Linked DNA regions of Mus musculus: regions 1, 2 and 3 are each linked to region 4. Evidence: chromatin contacts called from public Hi-C, HiChIP or PLAC-seq and promoter capture Hi-C data. All regions are on one chromosome and are shown on one strand. The core of a region is the stretch at or near the end of the contact, and the rest is flanking DNA. Distances in the headings are between cores, read along the strand shown. Region 1 has its middle 190 kb from the start of Cdh11. Region 2 has its middle 220 kb from the start of Gm39233. Region 3 has its middle 240 kb from the start of Gm32531. Region 4 holds the start of Cdh11 (cadherin 11).

Region 1 (6,214 bases), core at 210-2,709, 190 kb before region 4:
TTCTGATTAGAAGAGGAAGTCACTAAGTGTCCCATCACAGTAATGGGAATGAGCCACAAGTACTGATAGATCAGCACTTGTCACTTATTTCTTGCCTAAGTTGGGGGTTGGCAAGCTTCAGTTATCCTTCTTTCTTCATCTTGTCCTGCTTGCTCAGTGCTAGGGTTGCTGGACACTAATTGATGTTCATGATTATACAGCAAGTACTCTTAACCTCTGAAGCTTCTCTTCATCCTCCTTGTTTCTTTGCTTAAAATTCTTCTGATTAGCAACTATTAATTGTATATATTTATGGGGTACACTGTTATAAACTAATCTACATGTGTGCTGTATAAATATTATGTTAAGTTGGTTAACATATCTATTTATATCTCATTTCACTAGTGTTTGTTTAATATGTTTGGTGAAGATGGTAGAAATATATTCTTTTACCAAGTTTAAAATCTGGAAGTCTAAGGCTATATCATACACCAGATGACTGCATGGAAGCTAGAATGCATATCCCGTTCAAGGTTCACCAACTCAGGAAGTCAAGACAGAAGTTTGGTTGCCTCAGTGCATTTTGTAATACTCTCCTGTCTTGCTTCTTTGCATGCCAACCCCTGTAGCCACTGAACCGGACCACACGAATCTGAGCCATGTGCAACATCCCACGTGCACTGGGATTTGTTCTTATTGGGGAAATCTAAACCTCTCAATGCTTTATACAGAAGATTTGGAAAGGGCTGTTTCTCTCTTCTAGGCAACTATAGCTTTAGTTAAGGAAAAGAGAAGCGACTAGAAAGCTCCTGGAGAGTCGTGGCAGGGTCTGTTTGAAGTGAGAGCAGCCCTAGCAAATGTTAAGACCTGTCAATCACATCATGAGGTGGGCTTGTTAATGTGTGAAGTACTGAGTCTTTAATAATTCTGCAGCGAGGCCTGGAGGATTTGTAGAAGGAAACGGTTTTGAAAGGATTACTGAGACACCTGGCAAATAGACCATACCAAAACTCACTATTCTAAAAGGTAGTTCAGGGTCAATGCTAATAGAGTTGAAGTCTTACCTTTGCTCCGTATACTTACGGTACCTCAGGAAAGCCGCTTTATTTTGAGTTGTGGGCTATTTTTTGTTGTTGAGACCTTATGTAAAATGTTGAAATCACTCTGGTCAAATGTTACACTTGAGAACAGATACAATATCACAGAGTAATTGTATGCAGAGTACAGATCCAAACCTTCTTCATATATCTACATGGTGTTCAAAGAGCAAAAAAAAAAAAAAAGTTATGATTTTGTTTTGAAGCTTCTCTCTCTGATGTTTTACTTAACAGAGCTTCTGTGACCTCTCCCCTGTGCAGAAAACATCCACATTGTCCACCACAGAGAAGAACACTTAAACCACTGGCCAGGCCAGTGGAGACAGGATGTCCCTGTTGTCTCGACATCTGGCCACTTCAGCATAAGCCTCTAATTTTCTGTGGCTCTTTCTTGGCCTTCCTTCAACAAGGGAGGGTGGTGTGGATAATGAGCCCCATCTGTGAGGCAGCTGGGTTCCGGAGTCCGTCCCCCCCCCCCCCCGCCTTCTCTGTGACTTTGAAGAGGCCATCCATGTTCTGCCTGGAGGTCTTCCACTGTGGCCAGCGTCTCTGTTCTTTATTAGCAGTTGGGAAGAACACTGAAATGCTAAAAGGACAAAGTATATTAAGGTCCTATTCTAGGATGTGCTGAAACACACCAATGCGGAGGCTATCACTGTGGAAGAGCGTCTTGGGCACAGATAGTACTGTGCTCACGTTCAAAATGGTGTACATTTTCTTCCATTACTGCAGAACATGTTGTGTGGCAGATGAGAAAAACAATTGGTTTAGAGTCATCATGGGGGCTTAAAATTTAAGTTTTTCTGTGTGTAATTCTTAGTAATTCTAAATTCCTGGTTAATTTGAGTAGTAAAAGAGTCTACAGAGAAGCTTGAGTAATATCTTAGCCCTAAATAACCTTTACTTTATTTTTAAGAACAGAAGGTAATAGTTAAGCTAGACTGGCTTATTTTAAGATCTTAAAAACCAACTGACCTCTGTAAACCTAGAGGCTTCAGCATCGAAACAATGAAGTATACATAATGCTTTCCCTTTGTAACTTTTACTTTAAAATATATATTTATTTTAAAGAATAAATGAAAACTAAAATTGGTATAGTGGAGCGTCCTGAGATAGTGAAATACAAGTAACCAATGTGAACTATCTCTAGTTCTTCTAACAGGTATCCTTGTTCATGGTAAAAGCACCATCCAGCATCCTTACTTTTCATGCTCCTATTTACCTATGGAATTCTCCAAGGATCCAGTCCTCTGTGCTGTGTTGTACTGACCTGTTGCCACGTAGATGTTGCTAAGTGGATTGTGTATGAATGTGAGGACTTGCTCTATACTTTCCTCATTTGCCGAATGGGTCAGAAACAGAAATGATTCTGGCTTCACAGGCTAATAGTAACCAGTGAGCTTCTGCTACTTATCGATTCTGCGTAGTTACCCAAATTGCTTAGTTTTGCTGAGCCTCCATTTTCTTATATACAAAATGGACATCGGAAAGAAAAATGTATTCCTGCCGAATAGAATGTAAAACACTCCCGAGTGTACCTTGAATGTTCTCACCTAGTACTAACTTAAACTCTTTCAAAGCTGATTACTGTCTACCCCCCGTGTGTGTTTGTGTGTGTGTGTGTGTGTGTGTGTGTGTGTGTGTGTGTGTGCATACACATGTGTAATTTAGTTTGCCTGTGGTTATAATAACTTAGCAGTCAGGCCAATAATCTAATCAGAAACTGGTGACAGTGAGCTTGTAAATGTTTATCAGCTGGCCCTGTAGGAGGGTATGGAAGGTAATAGCTCTGACTTGTCTCTTGTGCCAGATTCTGTAGCTTAAATCCTCTCTTGAAGGCTGATTTCAAGTGACCTAGAAAACTGATCACAGAATCTGAAAGAAACGAGCACAACTGGCTCTTCTGATCCAGTAGGGGACTGGCTCCATAGAACATGGCATTTCAATCCTAAGTATGGTTCATGTGAAGATCGTTAGGGAGGAAGCCAAAGAGGGAGAAAGATAGTGACAGGGCACAAGAAAATACAGGGGAAGGAAAAGAACAATCACAGCCAAAGATCTGAGTTCATAGGGACCATTCCTTTCAATTATTGCATTTGCTGACAGGGAATCTGAAGAAGAGCAAAAACATGCTTCTTCTGCCTCACTGCTAAAATCCAGAGTGAACTGGCTTGGTTGTGACTCCCAGGACTTAAGACATACGATTCTAGGTCAAGAATCTTAGAGGGGAATCGGAATTAGTGAATAGAACTCCAGAAATAACACAATATTTCGAGTCAAATGAAACATCACCCTAGTTAAATCTACAACATGGTCAAGACTCCTGCTGAGAAGGGCTTCACTCAGTCAACTTGGACTCAGCTTACAGGCCTTGGAAAGCCTCTGCAGTCAGAGAACGGGCAGCATGTCCTAGCAGACATCCTCAGCACCTCACTAAGTCTGCAATTCTGCCACTAAAGGGGCTGCTGATTCCTGCTTAGGTGTCACATGGGACTGGCAGTACTAACCTGCAGCTATAAGCAATTAACATGCATGATCTCGAGAGAATTGCTGAGAAATCTGGCAAAATTACTCTGTAGTCTCTCCCTCTAGCATTTGTTTTGTAAAGGGAATTATCTCTGCTGTGTTTCAGGTTTGATTCCTTGTGATGTCACCATACACTAGGACTTGATGGTCTGACTGCCATGGGAAAGTTGGCGTTGCAGAAAGTTAGGAACTGGAATGCTCAGCGTCCTGGTTAATGACACCCCACTCCTGTGTGTCATTTGGGTATGCAATTATTTAAGAGGCAATGTGTGTGTGTGTGTGTGTGTGTGTGTGTGTATGAGTCTCAGGAAGCCCCAAGAGTCAGACTCTCCAGTTTTGACTTCAGCCTTCACAGAATTCATGACTGGCACACACATGCTAAAGAAGTATTGACACAACCAGTAATTTCACCAAAATTTCCTTGTTTGTAAAGTGATGATATTGAATAAATTCCATTGTACTTTAGGGTTTTCCTTGTTTGTTTTCAGGTAGGATCACTTCTATTCCACACTAGCCTTAAATAACTCTCTATATAGTCAAAGAAGATCTTTGCTTTGTTTGTTTTGTTTGTTTGTAGCAAGGGTCTATTATGGAGCCCCAGCTGTCCTGGAACTCACTATATATAGGAGGCTGGTCTCAAACTCACATAGATTTGACTGCCTCTGCCTCCCAGTCCTTGGATTAGGGGGTATGCACTATCATGCCCTGTCCTTCTCTGGAGACTAAGGTGATTCACCTGTCTCACCTCCTGAGTGCTGAGATTGCAAGCTTGTCAATTACTCTCGGTTTATATAATGCTGGAGTCAAGGCTAGGGCTTCATGAGCACTTTGCAATCACCCCACCAACTGAGCTATGACCCTAGTTCCTAAAACTGCCCAATTCTATCTCTTTGTTGTATGGTTGGTTGCTTTTTCCAGTGCTGGGGATTGAATCCAGGGCATCTTGCATAGAATGGTTAATGCTTTCCCACTGAGTGAAACACACCCCACACTCCAGCCTCTTCATAGTTTAAATTAAGAGTTCCAGAGAAAGATCTGAAATTTTGAAGACCAGCTCTTTCAGGTAACAGTGCCACTTCCTTAGGGTAAAGGCTTTAATATCTTTAATTTTCAGGATTTGTTTTTAACCAAAAATAAAATGAGTAAATATTCTTCAAGGGATTTTTGGTTAAGATAAATGACATGGCATATGCTAAATACGTAGCACTGTACCTAGAAAAGAGTGGGTACTTAATATAGGTTGTGTACCAATAATTTTAATAATAAAAGTAAAAATTTTTGATCTTCCCATACACTGGTTCTCAAAAAGAAATGGCTTCCCTAAGGACACACAGATAGGATTTAAGTCCAGGGATATATGGTTTTAAATGCTTTAGGAGAGCTGCCTCAAAAAGAACAGAGTAGCTTAAGTTAACCATCTCAAAAAAGGACCAGATTTTCTGCTTGTGTTAAAACATCTGGGGTTTGTTGTTGTTGTTATTTTGTTTTGTTTTATTTTTGTCTTTTTGACTGAGAATCTTTGACCACACAGGTAGTGAATGGGTGTGGAATAAGAACCTTGTAAGCCTTGAGACAGATACTTAAACATTGTCCAGGTTATAGGATTTCAAGGACACAAGAAACAGTTTTATTATTCTTGTTTTTGTCTTCCTTAAAGGAGGAGAGCATTAGACATGAATTGAGGAGAATTCTCAAGCTTCAGTGAATTTCTTGTCTTCAAATGATGGGTCGTATGCTGTGGGCAACTGCAGAAAGTGGTAAGAAACATTTTGAGATATGCTGTACATTGGCTTCCAAGGTCAGTAATAGCTCCGGAACTAGTCTGAGACTTTTTATTTGTAGGGGTGAAAAAATATTCTGATGAAAACAATTCTCCATGACAATGTTATTCTACTGTTACATGATCTACTTGGAAGCCTCCTGGGAAATCTATACTACATTTGACTTCGTTCCATGTCATCCTGTGAGCTATTAGATGGCTAATTTGCTTCACAAGATACACCAATATGAGAAGCCTTTGGCTCATGTTAGGAGTAGAATTTCATCATCTAATGGTCAGATCTTTTATGATTAAGCCAGAAGAGCAATCCAAACAGAGCAGCCAAAGAAAAATCTCTCTAGATACCTGTAATCACTGCTCTTGAGTTTCTAATGGAAGTTGTCTCACTTAGATTTCATCAGGCAGCTATAATTTATCCTAACACCAATAATGTGCTTTGTTTTGAAAGTTCAGACAATGAAAATCTCTCCCTCTCCCCTCTCCCCTCTCCCCTCTCCCCTCTCCCCTCTCCCCTCTCTGTCCTCCCTCCTTCTTCACAGATTGTACAAGCATTTCAATGTCTGTGTCTCCATTTCCCCACTTTAAAATTATATTTATGGAGCAAAATAAAGAAATCGAAATAGAATTGAGATAGACCATGAAAACAGCATTATGAGAAAAGTAAAACCCTAATTTCAAACGGGGTTGACTCAAGCTTAGCTGTCAGAGAGCCATGTATTCTAAGCTCCTGACTTGTTATTAGCCACACAGCTTTGAATGCCTTAATAAATTTGCTCAAGCCTTTGTGAACTTCTGTATAAAACGAAGATTCTCAGTGTTCTCATAGAGAACA
Region 2 (6,785 bases), core at 753-3,252, 250 kb after region 4:
TGTAGTGCACAGACACCCATGCAGACAAAACCTACACATAAAATAAAATAATCAAACATTCTCTAAAATGAAAGAATGTTTACCATAAAATTAAATGTTGGAATCATAAAAATTTTTAGTTCACAGAAACTTACATTTGACAAATTGGATTTTTAAAGCATTGGAACTGTTCATGACTATGAAGATTTTCACTGTTATCTTCAGTCAATTTACATTTTATGATGGGTTGATGTTATGGGAACAAACTGTAAAACAGTTTTGTAGTAATGCTTTGTAATGTCAGATTAAAAAGGGATTAAGTTATGATGGTTATTCAAAATTTTCAACTTGATAAGTATTATATGAGGAGGGAGACTGTGCAGTAGTATCATCATTGACTTAATGGAGATAAAAGGACCCCTCCACTCTCAATGGTTAGTACTACACGAAATGGAGAAAATGAAATAAGTACAACTGTCCATCACTCTTATTGACTGCAGATTCTATCTGTTCAGCTGCTTTAAGTTCCTACTGTCTGGAATATTCATAATCAATTGAATATACCTATGAACTGTGAGCCCAAAGTAACCTTAATCACGTAGGCTGTAATTTTAAAAGATTTATTTATTTTTATATTCATTGGTGTTCTGCCTGCCTGTCTGTGCAAGGGTGTCAGACCCTCTGAAACTTGATTAGAGACAGTTGTGAGCTGCCATGTGTGTGCTGGAAATTGAACTTAAGCCTTCTGGAAAATCAGCTCGTGTAATTCCCACTGAGCTATCTCTCCAGCTTCCCCCTTCCCCCAGTAAGCTGCACTTTAAAAGGTACGTTTATCACAGCAATATGGATACAAAGACAACAATAGTCACCTAAAGATGAAGGATGAAGCCATGCCTTTTTTGAAAACGTCAGAATAGCTCTACTAATTTGGAATTCAAAAATAATTTAAAGAGAACCTCAAAAAGGATAACTAACAAATTGGACTACATTAGTTAAATTCTGTAAAATATAATGCTTTGGAGAGTGGAAGGTAAGTGTATAGGAGTAGTATTGCATGCACTATATGTATACGCCTGTGACACTATACAAAAGCACTTGACTGAATTAAAAAGTCACCAAAAATCTTAAGCAGTTTCTTCATTTTAAAGATACTAAAACATCTTCTAAAATTAAAAAACAAAAAACAAACAAACAAAAAACCCCAGTGCTTAACCTGTCAATGAGGAAATAAACCTTAAGATGGAAAAACAAACAAACAAACAAACAAACAAACAAACAACCCGTTGCTACTGTGCATGTCCAAGTGCATAAAATAATGATGGCAGAGAACCCCAAACGTTTTAGGACCAGGAACAGCTGGAGTCTCACAAGCTGATGGTTAGAGTTTCATGCTGTGAAATCCTTTCTGAATGATGAAAAGAAAAACTTTAAAAAAATCTTAAAATTAAAAGTTAAATAGTGACAAATATGCCTTGTGATCTATTTTAGGATTCATAGACTTGCATTTTTCTGTTCCATATTAATCAGATTTAGAAATATTTCTATTAATAGTGTCTCTCTCTACAATATAATATATATGTAATACAATAATAAAGAATGAAAAACAGTGGTGGAAGTCATTTTAGAGGATATGGAAAACAGCAGTTATTTATTTTTTTAATTTATATGAAGCACATTTAAGGGCTCTGTCTTCAGAGAACATGACATGCCCATTTAAAAATATTTATTCCAGGCTATTTTAACTCAAGGGGATTCTTGAACCACATTGTGAGAAATTATGTAAGGAGGCTTTCAACTCTGATATCGTGAAGATCAGCAGGCAACTAAAAGATCAAGAAATCAGAAAGCCATGAGGCCGGCTTCAGTGAGCTTGCTCTTCAGAAGTTAGCATGGAAAATACACAGTCCTGGTGCCGGATGCACAAAATTTCAAAGGGACCTGCCATGCTTGGAATTTTCTCCACTTGATAGATTTACGGGTGTTTGGGAAGCAGGGAGGACAGATGATGAAACCTGTTGTGTTTGGCTAATCGTTAAGTTCACCAGGAAAACCAAACTGGGAAATTCTCCTTTCCTCCTGCTGCCTCCCTGTGGAACATCTGCTGAGGTGACATCTGCTGCGTTGACACATCTGTATTGCTTGATATTTCACTTTAGTTTTAAAGTTACCATGAAAGTAATGGCTTTCATTACAGCATTTCCACAACTCACCTTCTTGGTTGTGATAATTTATCTTCTTTTTAAAATAATTTGTGCCTTTTACACATTTTTGGCTAGTTTGTCTAGAGACGGTCAATCTTGTTTGTCATTTCAGAGGACCAAGTCTGTGCTTGATTAATTATTCCATTTAACACCTTCTCTGATCTTTTAAAACTCTAGTTGCCCATCACTTTGTACTTGGCTTGGTTTTGCTTTATTTTTGATCCTAAGGCACATTGCGAGATTACCTGAGAGCTCAGATTTCTTTTCTTTTTTTTTTAATCTTTTTAAAAACTGGATATTTTCTTTATTTACATTTCAAATGCTATCCCCTTTCCCGATCCACCACCACCACCAGAAAACCCCCTATCCCATTCCTCCTCCTCCTGCTTCTATGAGTGTGTGTTCCCACCCACCCACCCACTCCTGCCTCCCTGCCCTCACAGTCCCCTACACTGGGGCATCGAGCCTTCACGGGACCTAGGGCCTTTTCTGCCATTGGTGCCCAACAAGGCAGTCTTCTGATACGTATACACCTGGAGCCCTGGGTCTCTCCATGTATACTCCTTGGGTGGTAGTTTAGAAACTGAGAGCTATGGTTGTTTGATATTGTTGTGAGCTCAGATCTCTTAATGTAAACACAAACAGCTGGGAATCTTCCTTTCAGATTTGCCAAAACTATATCTCAGAATTTCTGGTAAATTGTCATATTATTTTCATCTGAAAAAAAAAAAAAAACCACATTTTTTCCTCCTTGGATTTTTCAAAGGCTTCCCAGTTCATTCAGAAGAACGTCGATCCGTGTCTAAGCTTTTAAAAAGTGCACCTTTTGTGGGTTTATTTTTCTTTCTAATGATTAGCAGCATTATTCTAGTACAATCTAAATAGGTGCAAGAACCTATTTAAAGTGTTTTGGATTTGTTAAGGTTTGTTTGTGGAGAACAATGTGATCAACTTCTGAAAGGTCTCTCTGGCTTGATGAATTGAATGTGTATTCTAATGTTCATAATAGCTAAGCTTTGAAGTTTCTATATCAAATCAAAACCTTGAAATCCTGTCTAAAAAGGGCACTGATTGGGGGGAAAGTATAATTTAGGGTTTTCAGGTTTTGAGCTAAAGTTTTTCATGACTACTAACTGGAATGAGTAAGGCATCAGAAAAAAGGCAAAAAAAGAAGTAAAATATAAATGAGGCACAAACTGTATGGCTTACAGTTATGAGAAATAGAAGCTAAAATATTGTGGAGCCAGTCTAGAGAATGAAAGGGCACTTGGAAAGTCCCACCTCGGCTGGACGCAAGCTGAAACGAAACAACAAAACTATTGAAGCACAGACTAAGAAATAAAAATGGAAAATAAAAGTAATAAATAACGTGGGATACAGGGTACTGTGCCCTTAATGTTTCTTGTTAGTGGGTAAGAGTGCATTTTCTCCTTCACCCTCAATTGCTTGTTGGAGCAATCTCGCCATGCTAGGCCAAGGCTGCAATCTCAATAATTCCAACAAGTTCTACTGTGGTTAACTGCGGAGAGTGAGCTGCACAACCGTATCCTTCCACAACATCAGGTTTAGTTGAATAACAATAAATGCAGAAAGTATAGTGGTTTTGTTGCCAGCAATTTGTCAAGTAGTTCCTCTATACTTGATAGGCAGCTTAGGCAAAGATTCTTAGCTACTCAAATTGGACCCCACATCACACAATACACACCAAACAATACAATATCTTTCTATAGCTACAGCTTCACCTATTTATATCTAAGCTAAATCTATCTCTATCAATCTATCTTATTCCTATTATCTATGTGTCTATGTATCTATTATCTCTGTATCTACTATGCATCTATTGTCTATCTAGTATCTAATATCTAACTATCTTCTATCCATTATCTATCATATCTAGATTTCATCTATTATCTATCATATATATATATATATATATATATATATATAATTTATCTATCATATATACCTATCTATCATCTACCTATCATCCATCTATCTATCTATCTATCTATCTATCTATCTATCTATCTATCTATCTATCTATCTATCTATCTATGATCTGTCTATTATCTATCAATCCTCTATAATCTATCTATCTATCTATCTATCTATCTATCTATCTATCTATCTATCATCTATCATCTATCTATCTATCATCTACGAATATATTATCTACTTTATAGAATGATTTAGAGAATTCTCAGCATATTTCAAACAATTTCAAAGAAGTCTGAAAGGAAGAAGCAGAGTAATTGATAGGCATGCATAGACAATCTTTTCAGAAGCCATATAGATAATCCCAATGGAGGCTTAATGAAATACTTCAGAGCTGTCTCTAGGGCGGAAGTAGAGTTGAGCCTCAGACTAGGTTGGACTTGCAGAAGTTAAAGGACTAAACTAGTGCTAAAGGTTGAAACCTGGTCTAGATAAAGAATTGGGAAAATAGATGGGATGTTTTTTGTTTGTTTTTGTTTTTGTTTTTGTCTTTTTGCTTTGTTGTTGTTGTTATTTTTCACAAGTGTATATTGAGCAGAGGCACAGAAGGCAGTTCAAGGACTATGCCAACACCAAGGACTGAACCATAAAGCTTCTGAGCCCAACAGTTTTCTACTTCTTAGTCCTTTGGCACACACACACACACACACACACACACACACACACACACACACACACACTACCAGATGACCAGATCACTGCTCTGCAAAGCCACTGCCATTGCAGTGTGAAGTTCCCTAATCTTTATGGAATCCAGGTGAGGATGCTGTCTCTTTTTCTCAGTCTGGTAATTGATTGGGCTTGATTTTTCTGTAAGAATATGAATGTGTCCGTGTGCTCTATTAGGCTCACTTGACTTTTGCAATCCTATAGATAATACCTTGTCTATTTATTTACAATCTAGCCATTACCCCCTCCCTGCCCCCCCCACAGTTCCTACCTCACTCCTCCTGCCCCTTGCCTGTGAGAGAGGGGGGGGTCCCCCCAGCCATGACAAGACCTCCCCCTTGCCTGGGTTCTCAAGATTTAGAGGATTAGGCACATCATCTCCACCTGAGGCCAGACCAGGCAGTCCTTTGCCATATATATGCCCAGGGGCCTCAGAGCAGGTAGTGTATGCTGCCTGGTTGGTGGCTCGATCTCTGGGAGCTCCTAGGAGCATAGGTGTGTTGATACAGCTGGTCTTCCTATGGGGTCACCCTCACTTTCAACTTCTTTAAAACTTTCTCTAATTCAATCATAGAGGTCCGCAACTTTCTTCCAATGGTTGGCTGTAAGTATCTGCATCTGTTTCAGTCGGCTGCTGGTAGAACCTCACAAAGGCCAGCCATGTTAGGTTCCTCTCTGTAAGCACATCATAATAGTGTCAGTCCTAGGTGTCCCCCCAACCCCATGAGATGAATTTCAAGTTGGGCCCGTCATTGAATCACCTTTCCTTCAATGAAGGAAATGAAGATTTTTGTCCCTGCAGTTCTTTTAGACAGGAACAATTCTGGCTCAGAAATTTTGACTGTGGGTTGGTAACCCCATTCTTCTACTTGAGGCCCTGTCTATTCACTGGAGCTGGACTCTGAGTTTCCTTTCCTCATTGTTGGGCATTTCGGCTAAGGTCATCCCCATTGGGTATTGAGAGTCTCTCACCTCCAGGTTACTTTCTCAAGCTTCCCTCACACTTCCCATCCCAGGAGCATGCATATTTCCATTCATTCTCCTGGCCCTCTGGAGTTCTCTCCTGCCCCTCCCCGCTCCATATCATACCTTCACTCCCTTCCCCTCTCCCAGCTAGCTCTCCCGCATCCCTCTGCCGCCCGTGCATATTTTCTTCCTCCTTCTAATTGTGATTGAAGTATCTTCACTTGTGCCTTTCTGCTTGTTAAACTTCTTACGGTCTGTGGGTTGTATCCTAGATATTCTGTACATCTTGGTTAATATCTACTTATCAGTGATTACATACCACACATGCTTTTCTAGGCTCAGTTTACTTTTGCAAACATACAGATATTACCTTGTCTCCTTTTAGCAATAAGTTACTTATCTCTCTGTGCTTGAAGGTGATGGCAGACAGGGTATTTTTCACATGTGCATCAAGTTTTAGTTATCTTGTTTCTACATTTACATTTGAAACAGTCAAATGCTGCTTGAAAAATGGACTCCCAGGAGAGCATAAGAGAACCCTGCTATTAAGGCTGTAGACCCCATGTCTAAATGGATGTTTGAGCTCAGCACAAAATGGAGGACTCCCTAACTCAGTGGGGCTTCTCTCTCTCTGCTTGAGTTTGTCTGGAGAGTGTCCCTGAACATGGGTGGCTAGCGTTGTCTGAAAAATGATGATGTACAGAGCTCTCCAAGGCTGCATAACTCAGCACTCTCCTATCCTGGCTTCCTGCCTACATGATATTTAGGTACTGTGTTATAACCAATCAGCCCTTTCTATCTGCATGGTAATCAGGTGTGGTATTACAATCAATCAGTCCTTCTTGCATGCATGAAGTTATGGACAGTTAGCCCTTTCCACCTGTACCCCTAAAAGCGACCTCATATACCTTATCCCAGGAACAATAAAGTAGACTTGTCTCACTGCAGCACTCTCTGGATGTTCTACCATCAGAC
Region 3 (6,791 bases), core at 2,639-5,138, 250 kb before region 4:
CCCCCTTTCATGGAATTTTACAACCAGAGATTATTCAGTCTTTTCTCTCTGTCTAAATCTTCTTTGATCTGCACCTAAGAATGTTTTTAATCCTACCCTTGGAGGAAAGGAGTTCTCCTATATCCTACTTCTCTTGAAGAGATAAATCCCAAAGATTTATCCTTTAAACACATCACCAGTGGTGGCCATTTTCTTGAAACAAGTGAGGATTAACCTATATGGGACAACAACATGGAATCATTTAGATTTTGACAACGTCCTCCAATTCTTTGATAATGTCAGAGATGCCACTCAGAATTGCATATCTTTCTTCTCCACTAGCGGAAGATAGGGTTCCCTGAATCCCATTGGTTCCTTTCTTATAAGATTAGATGCTACTGTTTTCTAATCTTACACAAATATTCAATTCTTGCTTACACACAGGTTTATGTTGCACTGTCTTAGTCTGTTTTCATTGCTAGTACTAGGTAATTTTTACACACTAGAAATTAAAATTCAGGAGCAGGCAAGTGTAAGAGCCTGATTCTTTCATCTGTTCAGTGCCTGTTGAGAGCTGTCTGTATCTCAACATGGCAGAAGGCATTATAGGCAAAGCAGAGCAGTAAGTATTCTAGATCCTCTTGAAAAGCCACTGATGCCCTAGGGATTCTCAACTGTTTCCCTTCATGGACTCCTCCAAACATCTGTAATCATGAGGATTGCATTTCTAAAACATGTACTTTGCGGAGCATATTCAAGACACAGCTTTTACTAATACCAAACTGCTAGGAGTTTTATAATATGCCAGATATTTCCCACTTACACAGCATACAAGTGTGATTCTTACTTCCTGGGATTCCATATCTCCTCCCATTTTCAAAATGCAAATACATTCTATCCCTTTCTTCAAAAGTGACTCAAATTTTAAATATTTAAAAGAGCCTTCCATGAGCAATCTTTCTAACACTCACAGCTGGTTTTTCTTGCTGCTGTCCTCAACACACTTCTTTAGAATTAGATTTATTACACTGTGTATTGTATCTTTGCTACATTTCTCTCTTCCATTCCTACACCTATTCTTTGATGGAACACTCTCATTTATTTCCTTCTTGTGTGGTAGTCTCTACTACTTGGCATGGAGTAGCAGCTAATTAATACTTCATAAACCAGCTTCAATAGAAAAGAAAAGAGAAGTTTGTGACTCTGCATTTATTTTAAACGAAGACATTCATTTTTGAGTTAACACAAACATTTGAACGTCTTGCTATGGATGCCTTAGACATTCACTTGCACAGTGCTCACCCATGCAGCCCCTGGACCCTTACAAACCATGCTCACTTGTATAGCCTTAAAGAAATGAGCATCTCTTCTCTGTGGACAACTCTGGCAGAAACATCAGGTACACCCATTACCAGAAATAAAGAAGATGTAAAAGAAAAATGTGAACAGAGAAAGAGAGAGGCATGTTGTAATTCATCATCATATGAGCCCTGGCACCTCGTTTATTGTACATTAAGGACTACTGATGCACATTTTTTTAATGACTTGGAACTGAAAATATTCTGTCTGGTTTTACTCCATCTGACACCACTCTTGCACCCTGTAGACAACTTGCTTAATTCTTACTCAATGTTTTTTTTTCTAGAACTGTCCTTTTCTATTTCTTAAGCGATCGACTGGGGCCTCTTCATTCTCAATTGCTATTGCTGAGACATTGAATCTGTCTTTCCTCAGAGACTGTCAAGGCAATCCTCCTTAATCAACAGGAAGCACTAAAACCAAGGAAATGTCAAAGGGTGCCAGCAAGCTTCCTTTGAAGCTCATCATCCATGTAGAATGGCCTGACATCTAATGGGCAAGCAATTACACCTAATAACTTTTAGATTTGTTCTTCAGAGTCATATATCTCTCAAAGCACCAGCCATAGGACCCTAATAAGGTGTCTCACACTAGAACAAACCTAAAGGAAAGTCTTGATATATTCTTATAATTATCACTTGGTCCTCTTTAGTTTAACTTTCTAGAATAGTAAAGTAATAATGATAATAATAATAACAGTAATAAAAGGTAAAATTACATTATCTGAGCAAAATAGGAAAAAAATCACTTTCCAGCTAAGTCTATACAAATAGAATCAAATAGAATTTACTTGATGATTTTCCAGGATTTTTCTTCCCTCCTGCCAAAATCTAATCAGTTTTAAATCACCTCTTTATTTCTCCTTGTTCTAATTTGTTTCTTGGAAGGGTAAACCCACAGAGTTTTCAAAACAATCTTTGGACCTCTGTCTTCCTTTGCCAAACCCCCTGGGGTCTATACCTTCAATGTCAGCCATCCATTTCCTTTTTAAAAGTAATGTTATTTTTATATTGAGTCTAGAGAAAAAAAAGAAAAAAGAAAGACAGAACAAAGGAAAAACGTCAGATGTAGAAAGATTAGGTCATATCAAGCTAAGCATGGGAAAGGGAGATAAAAGACAACAGTGGTAACCTGGCTCTTTCTGAACTAATGATCATGTTCAAGATTATCTTTACATCCTTTGGGTAGCCTGCTTTAGCTATTCTTCATGAGCAGAAATGTCACTGGTATAGTACTTTCTCTTTTTTAATACAACAGCATCAAGGATATATTTTCAATGGAGAGCAAGACTGTAGATGGTAGTCTGCTATTTCTCAAAGACAAATTATGGGAACTGCAGGCGCCTCAAACACGCCTATTGTCCTGAAAGAAGTATGAAGTATGAAACTGTGGAGCGTTTTATTGGACTACTTTTAATGGAGCCCAAATAACTGCTTCCCAGTCCCTTGTTGTTCCCACTGTGAGAGGTGATGGGTATCTGCTAACTCAAGTTTTATTGTCACAGCAGTGCATACTGAATTCATCATGATACTGCCATGATCCTTAGTGTGTGTGTGTGTGTGTGTGTGTGTGTGTGTGTGTGTGTGTGTGTGTGTTTAAAGATTGGCTTTCCTCAATGGCATTTGAACTTACACACTTCAACAAATAATAGTGTTTACTCCAATTATTTGTTGGTCTCTCCAAAGAAATGCAGACAAATGCAGATGGATCTCTACTGAAAGTCACGTGAGTGCTTTTATAATTGTAGGCAGCCAGGGACCTTGACAAGATAGCTGTTCATTGACACTGAAGGAATCTTAGACTACTCCTTAAAAAAAAAAAAAAAATCTGTTTTCCTACTTTTATATTTTCACACTTAATCCCTAAACGTTTTACGTTTTATGTGTTAATTTTAAGAATTTTATTAGCATTAATCTCAATAACATCTCTTGTCTCGGGTTCAGACTGGAACTTCCTTTAGTCCCCCCTCTACAGTAGTTGTCCAGATCAGTATAAGGACTGAAGCCCACAAGTGTGGTCATCATTACTGTCCCCCACGCATTTCTCTGGTGTGTGTGGGGGGGCAGCATTTTTCTGGTGTGTGTGTGGGGGGGGGCAGTGTGAGCGCTTGCGAGCACGACTGTGCGCGAGAAAACAAGCATGTTTGGAAGACACAGGTACACCAAGAAACAGGACAAAGAAATTGGGAAGGAAAGGAAGAAGGAAAGAGGGATGGACAGAGGAAATGACCAAGAAAAAAAGAAAAGAAACAAGAAAGAAAATGTTGAAACAAAGGAAAAGCTATTCTCAGCCAAAGAATTTGTGAGTTCAGCCAATAAGCTATTGCCTTTCTTCTTTTTTTTTTTTTTTTTTTTTTTCTGGCTGCATAATGTCAACAAGTGATTCCTATAATTTTCCTTGGCACCGAAATGAGTGCTATATTTTATTACTAGATTTCCCAGTGGTTTTGTCCCTGTGAAAAAAAGAATGCAGTTCACTACCTCTCCTCTTTTAAAAAAAACATGGCCTCAGCAAACCTCTTCAAACAGGGTGAATATTTCACTGGCTGTTCTCCATGTTTGCTTTTGAACATTCCCCATGTCTCAGCTTCCTCCTGCTACTCATTGGGAGCCTGGGAGCCCAGTCCCTCAACTTTGTTCCTCCAGGGAAAATTATCTTCTTTTAAACCATTTCCTATTATAAAAACCATCATTTTGTTTTGTCCTTAAGGAGAAACAGTGATAGAACAGTGTTAAGGTCTCTCTTTCCTGCCTCCCTCCCTCCCTCCCTCCCTCCCTCCCTCCCTCCCTCCCTCCCTCCCTCCCTCCCTCCCTCTCTTCTTCCCTCCCTCCTTCCCTCTTTCTTTCTTTACATCTGTTTTTCCTCATTCTTACTGTCTCCCCTCTCACCTTACCTGACTTCACTCTCTTCTCCTTCCTTCTGTCCCTTCATGCCTTTCTTCCCTCCCTCCTTCCTTTCTACTCTCTTATTTGAGAGTTACTTTAGATAAGTCATTTGATCTTCTTGCGTTTTATTGTTCTCAGATGAAAATACCACATGTGAAGGTTGAGAGTACCATTTCTTTCTTCAAAAAACTAACCTTCTATGCATACTTCCAATCTCCATATCTGATTGTTCTCTCCATCATTTTATTGTAGAAAGTTGTGGTTTTCCTTACTACCTAGTCTCACTTCTTATCACTTCTTTTGGTTTTCATGAGTGCCATTGTGGTATATCTGGGCATAATTTTATTTGCATTTATCCTGCTGGAAATTGGTTTTTACAACCATGAAGTTCACTGACTTGGAAAAGGTCATTATCATTATAAATGCTTATTTCTCCCCAAATTCTTCCTCCTTAACTCTAATCTGTTCAGTGTTGCCCCATAGGTTCTAAGCTTCTGTTCTCTCCCCTACACTATCTTGGCCTCTGCATCTTTTAGTTTAGATAATGTTATTAATTCATCTTTATGTTCACTAACCTTTTCACTAATCATCTATATTCTGCTATTGAGTTCATCCACATGAATGAGATATTGTATATTTCTGTTATAACAATCTTATTTGTACAACTGTACACAAATATATAAATATAACTGCAGAGTCCATGTTTGTCATTTGTATGTATACCATTAGGGCTGGCTGACCACTTTGTACTGGATACATAATGATAATAAAGAAAAGGAGTCTATCAATTCAAGAGAGAAGAAGCATGGAACGAGTCGACGGGAGAAGATTTACAAGCATGTTGCAGGGAGGTAAAGGAAGGGGAGAAATGATGTAATTGAATTTTAATTAAGATGTATAAAATGTAAAATTTATTTGGCCTATGCTCATAATTCTTTGTTTCGTTTATTACATATTCTTTTCCCATTTATTCCAAGGGTATTAATCCTGATTTTTGGCAAAGTAGCTCACTTGTAGATTACTGACCTAGCTTGAGCAAAGCTATGATTCAACCTTACAATTGCATATGAAGCGCATACATGAATTGTAAAACCCATGAGCAGAGTGAGAAAGAACTAATCATCATGCCACTGCACACGGCGCCATCTCTTCATCAAGCCCTTGTCTGACTCCCACACCCAGGTTTTCTTAGATTGGGATCTACTGTGTTTGTTTTCCTTTATCAGAAGTCAGTACTTTTATTTATTTGTTTGTTTATTTTTCTGTCAAGCCTCAGTGGTAAAGTTTGCAGGCTTTGTGAGCCATAGGGCCCTTGTTGTAGCTATTCACCTCTGGTCTTGTAGCATGGATGCTGAAGACACTACACAAGGGGAGGAAGTGGTGCTTGCTGGTCCAGCAACACTTTAGGCATACACACTTAAACTTGAATGACATACAGTTTTCACATTTCACAAGTATTCCTCTTATTTCCAATTACTTATATATTTTAAAACATTATCTTACAGTTTTAAAAACTGATTTGGGGGATTGTGCTATGAATTAACCAAAGGCAAGAGGCTCACAATATAGCACTGCTTAGTGTATATAGCATAATCCAAAAATAAACTGGCCTAAAAGGAAATCATGAGCAATTCACAAGGGCAGAGCCAGCATTGAACCCATGGGTGAGATCTATACTGCTGTGTGTGCCAGTGTGGCTAATAAGAATGTTCAAGGGACAAGAGAGATGTCTCAGTAGCTGAGAATGAGAGGCCAAATCTTTTAAGTTCAGACCACATTTTAGAGAACCTGACCTAAGTTTGAACTCAGGTAAACTAACAGGATGTTACAATGCATTCATTTCCAAGATGACCCCTAACAGAACGCAAGCCTAGCTCCAGTCTCTAGGTTAATTCTCAACAAGGCCAGAACTATGTTACACCCTCAGCCACACCAGCTTCTTCAGGTTATTCCCCCAACAAACCTGCACCCCTGGGTTCCAAGCCTACCCCCTGCCTAACAACCACCAATGCAGAGAGGAGCAGAAATTAATTTTATCATATGACTCCCAGCACCAACCAGTTATGTTAAAGGCCACAGTAGCTTTCCAATTAGATGTTCGCACAAGATACTCCCTGCTTTCTGCTTACTGTAAAGCCTTGCCCCTATAGACCCTATAGACATTTGGAGCTCCCCCCCCCCAAACCATCCCATGTGACAGCAGTGTGTTGGGGGTGGAGCAAACTAGCTCAAATGGAATAAAGACCCTGCTGTGAGTTGCATCAGATTGGTTCCTGTCTGTTTGGGGAGATCGGGGGGGGGGGCAAATAACTACATTTCCCTGGCACAACCAAGAACTTATGTGCTTCCTGCTGAGGACTTGAGTTCGGTTTCTACCATGAGCAGTTCTGCTGTTTCTGACCTCCTAGGGCACACACATGCACACATATAGACATACACATAGTTAAAAATCATGAGATAAGCTATTGACTATTTCCACACACACAGACTGACCTTGAACCAATGCTGTGAAAGAAGGATGAAAACTATAGAGAGAAACAATGTGGCTTTCTTTTCACTCTCTTCCTA
Region 4 (6,587 bases), core at 20-2,519:
TCCTGCTTCTGCTGCATAGTCCAGCTTTTGTCCCTTGTCATTTTATTGTTCTTTTCCTGAGGTCGCCACTCCCAAGCCACCGCGACTTTCCTCAAAAAATCCCTTTTTATCCTTCGCCCATTGGAAACTCTACTTCTGCTCTTTCTAACATCTTCCAGACTGGAAACTTGTCCTAATCCAAGGTCCCCACTGAAGCATGGATCCTTAGTTCCCAGTCACGGTGCGGGTCCCCACGCTGCTCTAGGTAGGAAGAGCGCCCCGCCCCGCCCAGTCCCTGGCGCTTTTTTTTTTTTTTTTTGAAGATCCAGTTCTTCTGCCCAGACACTGTAAAGTGGACAGGAATCAGGTTGGGGTATCCTTTGCTGGGTTCTCGTGAGAAAGATATAAACAGGGGGCTGAGTCAGGGTGCGGGTATTCTTCACGTAGGCCCATCCTCTGGTCGAATGGCATTCTCTTTGGGGCCTTGAGGGGCTCTGTGGTGTCCATTCTGGGAGGCAACAAGTGAAACTGCCGGATGGGGGTGTTGCTTGTAATTGGCTGGAACAGAAGCTAGAGACTCTGTCCTGGTGGGGCTGACCCTAAAGAAGGCTTTGCATGTAGGGTAGAACAACATTGAGGAAAAACTCTATTCTTCTCAAGTCCGAATGCCCCTGTCTAGTGTCTTCACCGATTTCCCCGCAAGCGGATTTCTCAAAGGATAGATACCGGGATGCTGAAGGTTCGTGGGAGAGGGCACTGGGCAGGAGTGGTCAACGTGGAGATATTTTCAGAGTGCTAACTGATAAAGCCTAGAATGCGCTCCCTAATTCCGGATTGCCTCCCCTACTTGGGCAATGCCTTCCATCCAATCCATCCTCCGGCGGGCCGGTTGAGGCCCTAGCTTGTCCAGCTGGAGCGGATTTCAGGAAAAGAGGAAAATGGGGGCTCTCAAGCCCTCTCCAGCTTCCCTCCGTCGTCCTTCCTGATTGGCTGTGTATCCCCGGAGCCCAACTTCAGTCGCTCCAGACTGTGTCTGAGCCCCCACAGGAGACGGAGCGCTGCGACCCAGGGCAGGAGGGGCGGCCAGGCCACCTATTCCTGGGTTTGGCATCTCTCGGGGCCCCAGGGGGGGAGGAGCGCCGACAGGGTAGGCATCCATCGCCTCCTCCAGGCCCAATTCTCGGCGTCTAGCAGCCTCGGTTCCTCTCCGCCCCCCTTTCCCTCCCAGCGTCGGCCTCCCTCCTCCTCCCCCCTCACCCGCCCGCCTGCCCGCCACCTCCCCCCGGTTTCTCATTCCTGCCACTAGCGCGCTCCGCGGCTCATTCCGCGGCCGCCGCCAGCTGAGGGGAGCGTCGCGGGCCGAGGAGCAGATGCCGCGGGGGCCGCTCGCAGCCGCCGCCGACTTGTGAATGGGACTCGGACCGGGGCCCGGGCTGACACCGCTGCGCTCGCCCCGTGCCAGGGACAGCCGGCCAGGAGGTCGTGTCCACCCGCAACGGCCCCAGGTGAGGCGCTCTGCTCGGCTCTAGACCCTATCTAGATGGGGCTTCTCGGAGTAGGCAGAAAGGGGAAAGAATTGCTTCTGAAAGAGACTGTTGCGGAAGGGGGAGGTTGCTGGCTGATGGAGATCAGTAAAGCAAAGCAGAAGGGCTTTTTTTTGGGGGGGGGGTGAGGTTAAAAATCAGAGAAAAGGGAGGCAGCCTGCTGTGGACGCAGGCAGAGCAGGGGTTTGAGGCGCCAGATGTGCGCTCCCCGGTTCTTTGATTGTTGCCCCCCCCCCGGGGTGAGGGGCTGTTGCACCAAGGCTTCAGCACAGGGGGATTGCTTTGGGTTGGGGCAAGGAACTGCAGAGCGGAGCTCTGGACACGCAGACTGCTCCCGTGATGTCTCTAGGGAAAGTCGACCCCTGTGCGGTGCCCGCCCGCGCTGCGCCTGTTCCCCAGACAAGATCGCTCTCTGCGGGGTTCCTAGAGGGGATCCTCCCGCGCCTTCCTAAAGAGCTCCCCTAGACCCGGTGCCTGTGTAGAGAGTGCGGTCGAAGCCCAGAAGATAGCCGGCGGCCGGGAGGGAGCGGCGATTGGATTGGCCGCACTTTGATAGTGTGGGTCGGGGGCTGTGGACTGCGGCTCAGAGGCTGGGGGTTGCGGTGTGAGCTAGCCCCTCCAGCCCCCGCCTTTTCGGGGACTTCAGTCACCTATCCTAACCTCCCAGTGATGCAGGGAATGCTCTGTGAGCGGCTCAGACTCAGACTAGACTCGGGCTTGGACTGGAGGAAGCTTTCTAGGGTCAATGTTAACTTTGAGAATCAAACCTTCCCGGAAAGCCTGCGCCTCCTCTCGGAGCGCTCCAAGCCTCCACTGTTTCCTCACAATCGGCCTCCCTCCCTGTGCTTGGCCTCCCAGCCGGGATGTGCTGAGAGCAAGGAGCAGCGGGAAGCTGGAGGCTGCGGGAGCATCCAATTCCCCTCGCAACCCAGCCTAGCCTTGGCAGGGTCTTTTCGCTCCTGGTCCCCGGAGAAAGTGGGACCCAGGAGGCTTCCTATTCTCTCTCTTGCCAAGGCCCGGATTTCACCCGGGCTCCGCACTCCTGCCTTCAGCGGGTGAAAGGTTCGCTAGATGTTCGAAGAAGCCCTGTTGCTTTTTGTTAATAATGCAGCAGGAATTTCACGGGCTATCGCACTGCTATGAAGAAATTGCATCTTCTAATTATTTAACGGTGCCGTTTCTGCATGACGGAGGGTCGTCCCTGAGGGCTGGGAGTGGGTTTGTTAATGAAAGCCTGGCACTGCAGGAGGGTAGAGATTTGTCTAAAAGTCTCCCCTTCATTTTTTTTTTTTCTTCAAGAAATCTTTAACGATGGCTCCCGAATCCTTTCCTATTTTCTCCTGATCGGTCTTATCTGTGGACTAGGAAGCAGTAAGTTTTGGGTTTAATCACAGAAAGCAGTGATAATTAATCTGGCGAGAGGATAGATCAATTTCCTTATCTCTAGGGCTCGTAGCAGACGTCCAGGGGTTTGCGGGGTGTCTGGAATTTCTGGGGACCGGTCTACAGATGTGTTCTCAGGACCGAGGATCCCTCTCATCAGCATATTAACGAGGCTGAACTGAGTGCGAGCGCCTTTAAGGGTAGCAGAGAAAAAAGAGAAGGGACTGGCCTTCATTTCAATAATGTTGGAATTGTTTTCTCTCATAAGCAAGGAGACAGAGCCCCAGAACCTAGAAAGGGATGCTCAACCCCAGCTGCAGGCAGCTTGGTCTTCTATCAGAACAAAGGAATAAAAGTTACAAAACAAAGGGACATAGCTGTGGCCAGTACTAGAGGGACCCTGAAGCCACAGGCACATTAAGTTCCTTAAACAATCTCTGACTCTTAAGTTTTAGGGTTGGCCAGTTAGGCCCTCGTATTCGAACCCTCTGTGCAAAACATCTATCCTGCCTAGTACAAAGGAATGTGATCAGCACTCAGAAGAGACCAGACAGAGGCATCTAAAGGCCAGGAAACTTTGCTGGGTGGAACTGGGGTTTGCATCTTGCCTTCTGAGACAAGGCATTGCACCCCAACAAACATATTGAAGTCCTTGGAGTCTATACTTGTATCTTTAGTAGCAAGCAATGGTTACTGACACTCTTATAATTATTAGTTCTATATGTCCTGATTGGGATGTCATATGGAGAGAGAGAGAGAGAGAGAGAGAGAGAGAGAGAGAGAGAATGAGAGAGAATCTTCATCTCTGGAGTGTGTGTGTGTGTGTGTGTGTGTGTGTAAACAATTAGGATAATGGAAATGAGATGATCTAGTCTTGGAAATTTGTTTAACGTGGATTTATTGCATACTAGGAAAAAAACAAAAGCAAAAAGAAAAAAGAAAGAAAAGGAAAGAAAGAAAGAAAGCCTTTAAAAATAGTTTTTGTGGAAACACTGGGCCATCTTGATAACACTCCAGAATTTACATTATGTTCGGAACGCTTATCAGTGCACCACAGCAAATTACTAGAAACTTAAATTCTATTTTCAATTAAGATGCAATCTTTTGTTAATTTAAATAAAAGTAAAAGCTACAGCTCTCTCTCTCTCTCTCTCTCTCTCTCTCTCTCTCTCTCTCTCTCTCTCTCTCTCTCTCCTCTCTCTGGCACAGAACTCATATTTCCACATTTTCTGTGGTGGCTTCAGAATGTTTATTTGTGGGAGAAGGGTGCAGAGTTGGAGAGCTATGTCATCATTTGGGGGAATGTGGATCAATTTCATGCCCCTTTAATGCACATGTCTTCATAATTCATGGTTTTTCTTTCACTTTGAATAGAATTACATGGCTGCTTTGTCAGGATTCAGGTTTGGAGACCCTCATATGGAAGGGAATCACCACGACATTGACTTCATGGTTTGATTTACAGTCACAAAACCTACACTCCCACAAGCTCTGAGTGTCTGGAAACCTTTCCTATAAGTGCCAATAACCTAGGAATCAGACAATCTACATAGACTTTGATCTACAATATGTAAATCTATGTTTCCGAACCACCTAAACAAGGGCTACACATCTGATTTTAGTCTTCAACCCCAATGCTTTTATGTTGAAAGCTCAAAAGTCTGCTATGTTTATTCGAGCCTATTTTCAACACTGACTTTTTAAAACTTTGATTATTGTGTGCCCATTTACTGACTAATAATTACAAAATACACTTCATGGAGTTGAGGGGAGGCAGTGAACTTTTTCTCTTACAATCAATTCCCTGAGAATTGCTATGAATTTCTAAGTATTCCCTTAGAAATATTCATTTAATTTATATGCTCACTAGTGAGTGATTTTACTGCATCAAAATATACATGCAGTGAATTTCTCCTTTATGAAATTGGTCATTACTTCATCAGACGTTGGCTAATGTATCAAGAGCTCACATTCTTTATTTATAGTTTGAAGACGTCAATGTTTCCACTTCAGAGTTAGTGCTCCAGAAATATATAAAGATATCTAGCCTAACTAAAATTATAAGTTAATTTTTAATGGAAAAAAAGGAACAAAATCCACAGGTTTGTTGGAGGAAGAAAGGAAAAACAGGAGAAAGTTGGAAACATTTTAATTTCCTCGTCTGCATTCACCAGTCCATCAGAATGACTGTGATGGTCATCTAGAGTTTCCACTCTATGTTGGAAGGACTAAAGAACAGAGTGAAGGAGGATAACTAAACATCTTTCTGCTTTACATTTGCACTGACATTGAGAGACTTGTGCATCTATGGGAATGGACTCCTTTGCGGAAGATTGCGCTTTTGGCCACTAGAGGGCAATGGTGACCTTCTCCAACTTTCGACATGGAGCCCCTCTGCTTTTTGAGGGCACCGTGAAAAGCAGTTTTGTTACTAGTCTTGTCTGCACCTCTGCGAAGAGGCCAGATTCCTGTCTCCGCAGCTCGGGCTCTGCTCCGGTAGATTGTGTGCATGACCGTCTTCCGAGTGGGAGGATTTGTTACCGGCAGTCTTTTCGTCCTTCTTTGGACTTTGCTAGAAAGTTGGGAATTTTTGTGACTTGACATTGTCTAAGACAAAGCCTGAGGATTGGGGTTGAGCCGATGATAAGCTAAGGTTAGCTGTCACCGAGGCAGCTATGTGCCAGATGTGCACATGTATGGAGATGGATGAATAGGTGATGCTGATTTTGTTTGTTTGGGTAGGAAGAGCATTTTGATTTGGGAAGGAGAACGGGATGAATTAGAAGTGGGGGAGGGGAGTAGTCCTGATGTGTATTTAATAACATTACCTCTTCTTTCAAGAGGTTTTAAAGACATCTGCGAGACACTTGCAATCTGCAAAATAAATAAATAAATAAATAAATAAGTAAGTAAAATAAGTGCAGTTTAATTTTTGGTAAACACTTTGGAGTATGCAGTTTTAATATAGCAGCAGATGTTTTACTATTACTCTTAACTCATCCCTGATATTGCTGTATAAAACCTAACTTTATCACAGAATAAAATTTAATTCAAATTTAGTCCTCAATCACTGGGGTTTAACCATTAAGGGTTATTTCTTTCTTTCTTTCTTTTCTTCTTTCTTTCTCCCTTTCTTTCTTCCTTTCTTCAGTGATACGGACAGGATAGTTTATGATTAAATTGCATATTTGGGGCTGTAGAAACTTATATTTGCTACTGTTTGGTGGTGTCATTGCTACCGTTCAGAAGAACTGAAGAACTAATGCTATGTCATAATTAAGAGGAAAAATCTATTAAAAATAAGTACAGCTTTAAGTGGATAGTTCTGCATTTATTTATTTATTTATTTACCGAATAGAGTTGCTTCCCTGGTAGTTCAGCAGTAGAATTCTTAGCAGCTCTGAGCTGTGTTGGAATTTGTGGACATTTGATGGAGATGGAATCAATGCAAATGGATTATGGGAGGGACTATGAAGTCACTTAGTGGAAAGTAAGATGAAGTGTTTTGTAAACTGGTGCTCACTCACCACCTGACAGTTGATTTAACTTCTAAAGAAATGGCAATTTTACATTTTCATGGCTCTCGGATAGTGCACATTGGAACTGTAAACCAATTTTCATTGTCATTTGGTTTAGTGGGAGGGCATTTGTAGACATCTGGGATACTTCCCTATAGAAACT

The links. Promoter capture Hi-C pulls out the DNA fragments that hold promoters and counts their contacts. Hi-C and Micro-C count contacts between places; a contact is called where the count stands out from the background. HiChIP or PLAC-seq counts read pairs in DNA pulled down with a chosen protein or histone mark.
Region 1: a Hi-C map of uterus shows a contact between it and region 4, with 11 times the contacts expected there. The contact joins the enhancer-like site here to the promoter of Cdh11 in region 4. A contact is called at or near these places in 6 of 39 promoter capture datasets (the 3T3-L1 cell line, cranial neural crest, frontonasal cranial neural crest and 2 more), 13 of 484 Hi-C or Micro-C datasets (the 3T3-L1 cell line, cranial neural crest, embryonic fibroblasts and 5 more) and 2 of 115 datasets of contacts at active chromatin or transcription factors (craniofacial prominence and embryonic limb bud).
Region 2: a contact with region 4 is called in an H3K4me3 HiChIP or PLAC-seq map of neural tube, with 4 times the contacts expected there. The contact joins the enhancer-like site here to the promoter of Cdh11 in region 4. A contact is called at or near these places in 2 of 39 promoter capture datasets (3T3-L1-derived adipocytes and stem cell-derived epiblast-like cells), 5 of 484 Hi-C or Micro-C datasets (the 3T3-L1 cell line, 3T3-L1-derived adipocytes, lens fibers and 2 more), 3 of 115 datasets of contacts at active chromatin or transcription factors (embryonic forebrain, neural tube and stem cell-derived neural progenitor cells) and 1 of 9 other capture datasets (adipose tissue).
Region 3: a promoter capture Hi-C map of the 3T3-L1 cell line shows a contact between it and region 4, with 4 times the contacts expected there. The contact joins the enhancer-like site here to the promoter of Cdh11 in region 4. A contact is called at or near these places in 3 of 39 promoter capture datasets (the 3T3-L1 cell line and hippocampal neurons), 3 of 484 Hi-C or Micro-C datasets (MC3T3-E1-derived osteoblasts, nephron progenitors and uterus), 2 of 115 datasets of contacts at active chromatin or transcription factors (embryonic limb bud and heart atrium) and 1 of 9 other capture datasets (liver).

The regions. Positions count from the first base shown.
Region 1 is chr8:102,973,701-102,979,914 of GRCm38.p6, reverse strand. No RefSeq gene overlaps it. Among named protein-coding and RNA genes, the nearest start is that of Cdh11, 190 kb to the right of the region's middle. Within about 2 kb of position 1,459, at least 25 of the 459 cell types and tissues checked have an H3K27ac peak or open chromatin away from gene starts, as enhancers often do. A contact at or near this core is called in craniofacial prominence, palatal mesenchyme, second pharyngeal arch cranial neural crest and 1 more, where this site is marked.
Region 2 is chr8:102,525,673-102,532,457 of GRCm38.p6, reverse strand. No RefSeq gene overlaps it. Among named protein-coding and RNA genes, the nearest start is that of Gm39233, 220 kb to the right of the region's middle. Within about 2 kb of position 2,002, at least 1 of the 459 cell types and tissues checked has an H3K27ac peak or open chromatin away from gene starts, as enhancers often do. A contact at or near this core is called in neural tube, where this site is marked.
Region 3 is chr8:103,028,933-103,035,723 of GRCm38.p6, reverse strand. No RefSeq gene overlaps it. Among named protein-coding and RNA genes, the nearest start is that of Gm32531, 240 kb to the left of the region's middle. Within about 2 kb of position 3,888, at least 2 of the 459 cell types and tissues checked have an H3K27ac peak or open chromatin away from gene starts, as enhancers often do.
Region 4 is chr8:102,779,793-102,786,379 of GRCm38.p6, reverse strand. Cdh11 (cadherin 11) reads left to right here and starts at 1,269. Exons shown (of 13, transcript NM_009866.5): 1 at 1,269-1,484.